Linked DNA regions of Rattus norvegicus: region 1 is linked to region 2. The links are chromatin contacts, called in public Hi-C maps. All regions are on one chromosome and are shown on one strand. The core of a region is the stretch at or near the end of the contact, and the rest is flanking DNA. Distances in the headings are between cores, read along the strand shown. Region 1 holds the start of Asap2 (ArfGAP with SH3 domain, ankyrin repeat and PH domain 2). Region 2 has its middle 62 kb from the start of Asap2.

Evidence for each region. Hi-C and Micro-C count contacts between places; a contact is called where the count stands out from the background.
Region 1: a Hi-C map of Schwann cells shows a contact between it and region 2, with 9 times the contacts expected there. The contact joins the promoter of Asap2 here to the enhancer-like site in region 2. A contact is called at or near these places in 7 of 12 Hi-C or Micro-C datasets (the A7r5 cell line, Schwann cells, frontal cortex and 4 more) and 1 of 1 datasets of contacts at active chromatin or transcription factors (oligodendrocytes).

Annotation. Positions count from the first base shown.
Region 1 is chr6:46,385,146-46,389,036 of GRCr8, forward strand. It overlaps Asap2 (ArfGAP with SH3 domain, ankyrin repeat and PH domain 2), which reads left to right and starts at 1,460. Exons shown (of 27, transcript NM_001108704.2): 1 at 1,460-1,881. The coding sequence starts at 1,756.
Region 2 is chr6:46,322,692-46,326,382 of GRCr8, forward strand. No RefSeq gene overlaps it. Among named protein-coding and RNA genes, the nearest start is that of Asap2, 62 kb to the right of the region's middle. Within about 2 kb of position 1,755, at least 2 of the 93 cell types and tissues checked have an H3K27ac peak or open chromatin away from gene starts, as enhancers often do. A contact at or near this core is called in Schwann cells, where this site is marked.

The DNA of each region.
Region 1 (3,891 bases), core at 210-2,709, 62 kb after region 2:
GAGGTATACACGCCAAGACAGGTGTGTTCCCAAGACACGGAATGAATGGAGGTTCACACGGGTAGAAGGTGGCAGTGAGATGCTGAGCTCTGGGATTGCAGTTTATTGCCCAGCGCAGGAATAAAAGCTACCCACCGGCACGGCTATTTTTGAAGACTGAACTTATTCACGCACAGTGCTAGTAAAATACCAGAAGCCATACATAATGTCTGACCCCAGCTGCCACCTCATACAGCAAATTTGTCCATGGGAGCCTTTAAAAAGATTGACTGGTCTACTGTCCTATGGCAGCAGGAGACCACTTTTATCTCCCATGTTGGGTTTACAATGGCTCTCACACTCCCTCCTTTTCTGACACACAAAAGGGTTTTGTAAAGTTTCTCTAGGCTGTATTGTTGGCAGCTGCAGTAACCATGCCTCAAGCCTCGGGGAGTTATAGGGTGTGATTTTTGACTAGTGTCTTGAGAACCTCTGGATTTTAAAATACAGCTGAGAATTTCCATAGGCGATATAGAGGAAAATGTACTAATTCAGATGATTTATTGACCCAGTCTTGTTCGTGATCGGCCAGCTGCGGGTTGGAGTACTCTCTCTCTCTCTGAGAACCATCAGGTACAATAACACCCTTTATCTCATGCTCTACCTCTGGTTCTTTTGGGTACCCCCCACTTCTGATAGCAATATCAGTGTGTTCTGCAATCTTCTCAGGGTGAAGCTTGGCCTAGCACCCTAAAATTGTTTACACGTAACTGGGAGTATCCCTAATTCTACAAGCTTAAGGAATATGATGTTTACTAGGGCCTGGAAGTATTCTTCCAAGTCGAAGGCCATGGGTTTGAACTCCCGTTCCACCTATACCAGGTGATCTATGGTCAACTTCCCATGCAAAATACCCATCTTTACCCCTGGCTTCTTAAGGCTGTGAGGAGGCGCACAGACAGAAAGAACATTATTATTGCATCCCAACCTGTCCCTGCGACCAGTCCCGCTAGGGTGCCCTGGAGGATTTCACCGTCCTGTAGGGGGCGAGCTACCCACACTGTCTACACTAGCCCTTCCCTGATATGCTGGTGGGGAATTCAGGGGGTTGTTAGCCCAGGGGTGGAACTGGGGAGCAAAAGAGTGGGCTCCCGTCCAGCCCGGAAGCCGGTGTCCCCGGTACCTGTCCACGCCCTCTGGGTAATGTGGCTAGGGCTCAAGGAGGGTGCGGGGTGGGGGACGGGCACCGCAGCTCAGGATAGGGCGCGCCCTCGAACCATTGCACGCCCCGAAGGCAGACACAATGCGGCGGCCCGCAGCGGCTGACCGGCCCGGAGCGCACACCGCCCTCCTTCCTGCGGCCTCCGCTTCCCGGCGGCGCGGTGGCGGCGAGCGCGCCGATTGGCGGCCCGGCCTGCGCCCCGCCCCGCCCCGCCGGCCACCGCCCCCTCCCCGGCCGGGACCCGCCCCTCTCCGCGGGAGGCGTTGGGGCCAGCGGCTGGGTGGCGGGCAGTTCCCGCCGGCTGTGCGCGCCCGCGTCTGGGCTCGCTCGGAGAGGACGCGGCGGCGGCGGCTCCTGAAGCACAGCGGGCAGAGCTGCGGGCTGCGCGCGCCCCTGCTCCCACCGGGCGTCCCGCGGTGGCTCCCGCGTCCTGCGGCGGCTCCCGCGCCCCGCGCTCCCCTTTGTCCGCGGCCCGGAGCGGCGGCGGCGGCGGGGTCGGAGCCCGCGCCCTGGGCGACTGAGGCGGCGGCGGTCCGCGCCCCGGCGCCGCGGCGATGCCGGACCAGATCTCCGTGTCGGAATTCGTGGCCGAGACCCATGAGGACTACAAGGCGCCCACGGCCTCTAGCTTCACCACGCGCACGGCCCAGTGCCGGAACACCGTGGCGGCCATCGAGGAGGTGAGTGGTAGCCTCGGCTGCGCGGGGCGGGAGGCTAGGGCCGTGGGGATCGCGCTGCGCCCTGGGGACCCGCTAGGCTTCGGCGCCTGGTGCCGGATGCCTAGTGCCCGCCGCCTGCGCCCATACCCGGGAAAAGTTTCTGGTCCCCCAGAGCTGGACGCGGCCGGGCCAGCAGTGCCCGACACAGAAGCCCTTTGTTCCCTGAGAGGTGGCTCTGGGGAGAGGCTGGTTGGCCACCTTGGGCCTTTTTGGCGAACCCTCCTGTCTGCTCCCATTTCACTCGCAGGGTTTCAGGTCCTTTGCTCCCATCCTTGGAGAGGTCAACTTCGGCTGCGGAGTCCGTGGCGGCTGCGAGCCGGGACCCCTGCGAGCTCTGCGGCCCTGGAGTGATGGGTCCCCCTGCGCGGACCTCTCCAACTTGTTCCAGAAGTGGCCCGGCGGGGGCAGCTGTGCGTTCTGAGCCAACAAGCAGAGCAGATCCAGGGGACCCCCAAGCTTCTTAGGCAAGGGTGCCCATCCCAGCTTGGGAGGCCTGGCAGTTCCCACTGCGTGCCGCAGAGCAGCGCTGCGGAGGGATGTGGAGAACCAGCGCTTTGAGGTTCAAAACGCCCTTGTTGGCCGCTCCTGAGCTACCTGTGTGGTGCCTGTTGACAGTATGGTCAGCTCTTTTGCCCTTAACCTGAAAAAGGCCTGATTTTAGTAAGGGTTTTGAAGGTGCATAGTCATCGTATTGAGTGGCTAAGCAGCGAGCTCTCCAGATCCCGGGGAAGAGGGATGGCAAGAATGAAACAGCTTGGTTTGAAAATTGAAGCAGGCTTGGAAGAGGCTGTGTGAGTCCAGGGACCACGGCTGATCGTGGCTTGGGACAGCCTCACTTCCATCATTTTCTTTACCTCCCAAACAGAATTTACAGTTGCATGTTTTCAGCTCCTTAGGCTTTGTGTATCCAGCTGGACTCACAATCGGTAGCTGGAGTCCGAGACACACACGTGTAGCAGTAGTGAACTGATGAGTAGATTTCCTTTGGCCAGAATTTTAAGATCAGGGTAAGATGTAGATATTTTAAAATACCTGTGCCAGAGGTTGGGGGAGGGGGAGGGGTTGGTCTTCAGAGAGCTTTTAAATTAAGCTATGTCATTACATCGTTTCCCCTTGCTTGAACAAAGCATTCGCTATTAAGCTTCGTTTGGGGAAAAAAAAAAAGCCTGGACTATTTTTTCTTTCGTGTAGAATATGTTTCTTTGTAGACACACACAGTTCAGACTAGACTCAAGGAAAAATACTGGGATCAGCATCCTGCTACTGGAAGTATAGCTAATATCCGCTGTCCCCCTTTGGCCCCCACCCTTTCTTTTCTCTCACCCCTCTTCCAAAAGATCTGCTTGGAAGTCTTTTGTGGTGAGTTCAGTGAGTGCAGATTGCCTTAGTCTGCTTTTGTTAGCATGGTCTTTAGATGTCAACGATGCCTTTAGACAAGGCAGGTTGGAGATGAGGCATGTGGAGCCCCTCCCCCCACGAGTGCCAAGTTGAAAAGCACTGGGAAAATAGTCAACAGTGTTCTGAAAATACATCATTAATGCTTCTAAGAATGACGGCATTCAAAAAGGTAGGAGTCCTTCTGTGGGAAGGGCGCGCGCTGTGTGCGATGTCCTCAAAAGAAAACTCTTGTTTATGAAGTTACCATGCTTCTCTCACGGTATCGGATCCGTTAAGTATCATTAATACTGGTAGATGTTGGCCAGCCAGACAAATAGGAGCTGCAATTAAAGTTGGCATAGCCTCTCTCTGATTAATTTTAGTTTCTAGTGGATGAACCCAAAGCTGCTTTTGCATGCAGTGCGGGAGATTACCCAAGAGCTCAGTTACTGAGTAGATTAAAGAGAGACTGGATTTGGTCATTTTGTTAAATTGCAGGCTTGCTCCACTTGGTCTCCTAAGCAGAAAATGGATTTGAGTTGGAAACAGGGGAAAATTGAAATCATTGTAGGCTTATCTCATTTTTAAGTAAAC
Region 2 (3,691 bases), core at 505-3,004:
GGGTATAGGGACACTACCAACACAGCCCCTAAGATCAAAGTGTCCCCAGATGGTCCCATAGTCCATTTTCAAATCTAGAGACGAACTTCCTGTCAGGAAGCCACCCAAGCCCGTGGAGGAAGCACCACCCAAGAGGTACGACGTCTTGGTGTGCCTTACAGAATGTGGCTTTTGCACTTCTGTGGCTTGTGGGAAAAGCTAGTCCCAAGCCACAGCTCACCCTATACCAAACCTTGTAGCTAGCCAGTGTCAGAGGCAGTGTGGTGGGTGGCAATGGTAGCAGAGGTAGGGAGGCTCCAGGGGGCCCAGAGAGGGAGTGTCAAGGCTGGGGTGGTGGGAGGATGGAGGAATTTTAGAAGCAAGATGGACTCCTGAGCTCTCCTGGAGGTTCCGGCCAAACTCACCGACTCTGCTTCTTTCAGGGTTTTAAAGATTCATTTTATTATTTCAATTGTGGGCGTGTATGTGAGTAAAAGAGACTACATGCATGTGCATATATGCATGAAGGGGGTCTGCGGAGGCCAGAGCAGGACATTGGATCTCCTGAAGATGGGGTTACAGGCAGTTGTGAGCCCTTGTACATAGATGCTGGGAACCAAACTCCGGTCCCAGTAGAAGTGGTAAGTGTTCTAACCACTGAGATATCTCTCCAGCCCCACCTCACATACTTTAAGCTTAGACCACACCAAACTCAGTGAAATGTCCTAAGTACAGCATGACACTTCTTACTAAAATACATTTGTATCCATGGTTTCTGCACCCAGACTGCCCTTCCCCTTTGAACGGAAAACTCCTATTCATCCTACAAAACCTCATCTCTTGTGTCTCATTTGTACAGCCATCCCTGTCTCCCATACCTCCTTCTTAGTCTTAGTCTTATTAGTCAGTAATAACTACATTTATCTTCCATTTGGCAGATTTACTTTGTCCCTTGTGGTTCACTTATTTTTTTAAGATTTATTTATTTATTATGTGCAGTGAAGAGGGTGCCAAGAACACATTACAGATGGTTGTGAGCCACCATGTGATTGCTGGGAACTGAACTCAGGACATCTGGAAGCGCAGACAATGAGTTCAACCTCTGAACCATCTCTCCAGCCCAGTTCACATATTTTTAATGGCCATGCTGGCCTAATTAGGGTCAGATCACTAGTCCTGTTCCCTGCTATGTGTTATAAACATGAGCCTCCAAAGTTTAAGTAATCCAGTCATGATTATAAGTTCACCCTTATAATCCCAGCACTAGAGGTGCTAAGGCAAGAGAGTCTCCAATGTGAAGCCATCTTTGGCTCCCCAGGAAAGCCCTGTCTCGTAGAATGAATGAAGATGCCTAAGAAGCTTGTCCTAGGTCCAGTAACTGACAAGGAACAGACTCACAACTCAAACCCTATGCTGCCTGACTCAGAGCCCCTAGATACTGTCACCATTGCTTGGCTCTGTCCCCTTCCAAAGGGTGTGGGAGGCCATGTCAGCTTCATCTTGGCGTCCTCTTGACCACTAACTTCTCAACACAAAACTTCCTTTAGTCTGGGAGCCGTTGAAGTTGGCTAAATTGCTCCTATTGGGAGGCATTGTAGGAACAGACTGACAAGGCTCAAATCCAAGATATTCAAGAGCCATCCTAGGATGCAACGCTAAGAATGGCCAGTAGATGGCGCTGTTTCACTACGCCAGTTGCCGATTCTGACGCCTGCAGGACTGTTTTTCCACTGGGTGTGTCTGGGGCTTCGATTTTCAGCCCTCCAACATCAGAGTTAATGGATGGAAGAATTCAAGTGCTAGTGAGTGAACCAAAATATATGGAGCATAAAATTGATATCAAGGAGATAGGGCATTTCCCTCTCCCTTGCTTTCGCTGGAGTTCACTTGCTAGGTTTCTCAGAAAGGAAAGACGCCTTAAAGTGTAGAATTTAGTCAAAAACCAGAAGCACCCCAGTGGTGTCACTTGTGCATCAAGCTGGGCTTTAACCTCATGACACGGACTTCAGGGTTACTCCAAGATTGACTGCAGCTGGGGTTTTTTGTTTTTTCTTTTTTTAAGATTTATTTATTTATTACATATGAGTACACTGTGGCTGTCTTCGCATACACCAGAAGAGGGCATCTGATCTCATTACAGATGGTTGTGAGCCACCATGTGGTTGCTGGGATTTGAACTCAGGACCTCTGGAAGAGCAATCAGTGCTCTTAACTGCTGAGCTATCTCTCCAGCACTAAATGCAACTGTTAAATGTTATCGACAAATCATGCAAGTATGTTTTCTTTTACTCGAGCCAAAATTAACACAAGGCCCTGCAAAGCCTTCTAGATAATGTATCCTTTTCTGGTAAATGCAGCTTAGGCACTCATTATTTATGGATGGACCACAGGGGGAGGGTACTCCAAACTGAGCCGAGCAGAAAGTTGGGACAAAGGGTACAGAGTCAGGGGTGGATCAGGGAGGCTCATTATTAGGAGAACCTGGGGTCACCTCCCCACAAAAGCTTCTCTGCCATTTTCTAACCATATTGATTCAGGAAGAACCATCAGTGATGGTGATGACACAGATCTATATATGGCCTGAAACTGTGTTGAATACCGTGCACGCAGTGCACACACACACACACACACACACACACACACACACACACACTCACTCACTCACTCGGGGTATCCCTGGCATCTATAGCTATGCCGGACAGGACCAGAGATTGAAATGGAAGGACAGACAGATGCATGAACCCAACTGTAGCTTCCCTTGGGTCTGCCATTACTTAAACACCAAAACTTATTTTGTTTTTCAGAAGGGTCTGTGGGGAGACCATGGCTTAGTGCATGAAACACCGTGTGTGTAGGCTTGAAGACTGAAATTCAGATCTCTAGAACCACATAAAAGCTGGGCAGGTATGGCAGTTACCTGTAATCCCAGCATCTGTGAGACAGACGAGGCATCCTCAGGGTTGCCTGGCTAGCCTCGATGGAGTCAGCAAGCTCCAGCCCAGGAGGAGGCCTGGCCTCAGTAAATAGAGAGTAGTGTAGGAAAACACCCAATGTCTACTCCTGGGGTGCCCACACATACACATGTGCCCACACATATGTAAACACGCATTCACAGTGCATATGCATACACATGCAAAAACATTAAAATAAGAACTATAAGGAAGTCTGTGGGCCTGTGTGTCCCTGACTAGCCCATTCTTCTGACCTCAAGCTGAAGTTTGTAAATCCACTCCTTTCCTCTCTACGTATCTCCCAGCTTTCTCAAACTAGCCTGGCCTGCCATCACTGCCCTGGGCCCTGAGGAAGTCCATGCTAAAAGCCCTCACCTTCCTTAGCATCTCCCTCTACATCTACCTAAACTAATAGTTCTCAACCTCCCTACTGCTGGGACCCTCGAACACAGTGCTTCACTGTTGTAGTGACCACGGCCATAAAATTCTTTTTCTTGCTACTTCATAACTATAATTTTGCTACTCGCTGCTGTTATAAATCATTTTCTTTAAAGATTTGTTTGTTTATTTATTATAAGTACATTGTTGATGTCTTCATGCACACCAGAAGAGGGCATCAGATCTCATTACAGATGGTTGTGAGCCACCATGTGGTTGCTGGGATTTGAACTCAGGACCTCTGGAAGAGCAGTCAGTGCTCTAACCACTGAACCAGCTCTCCAGCCCCCATAAATTCTAATGTAAATATATTTGGACATAGA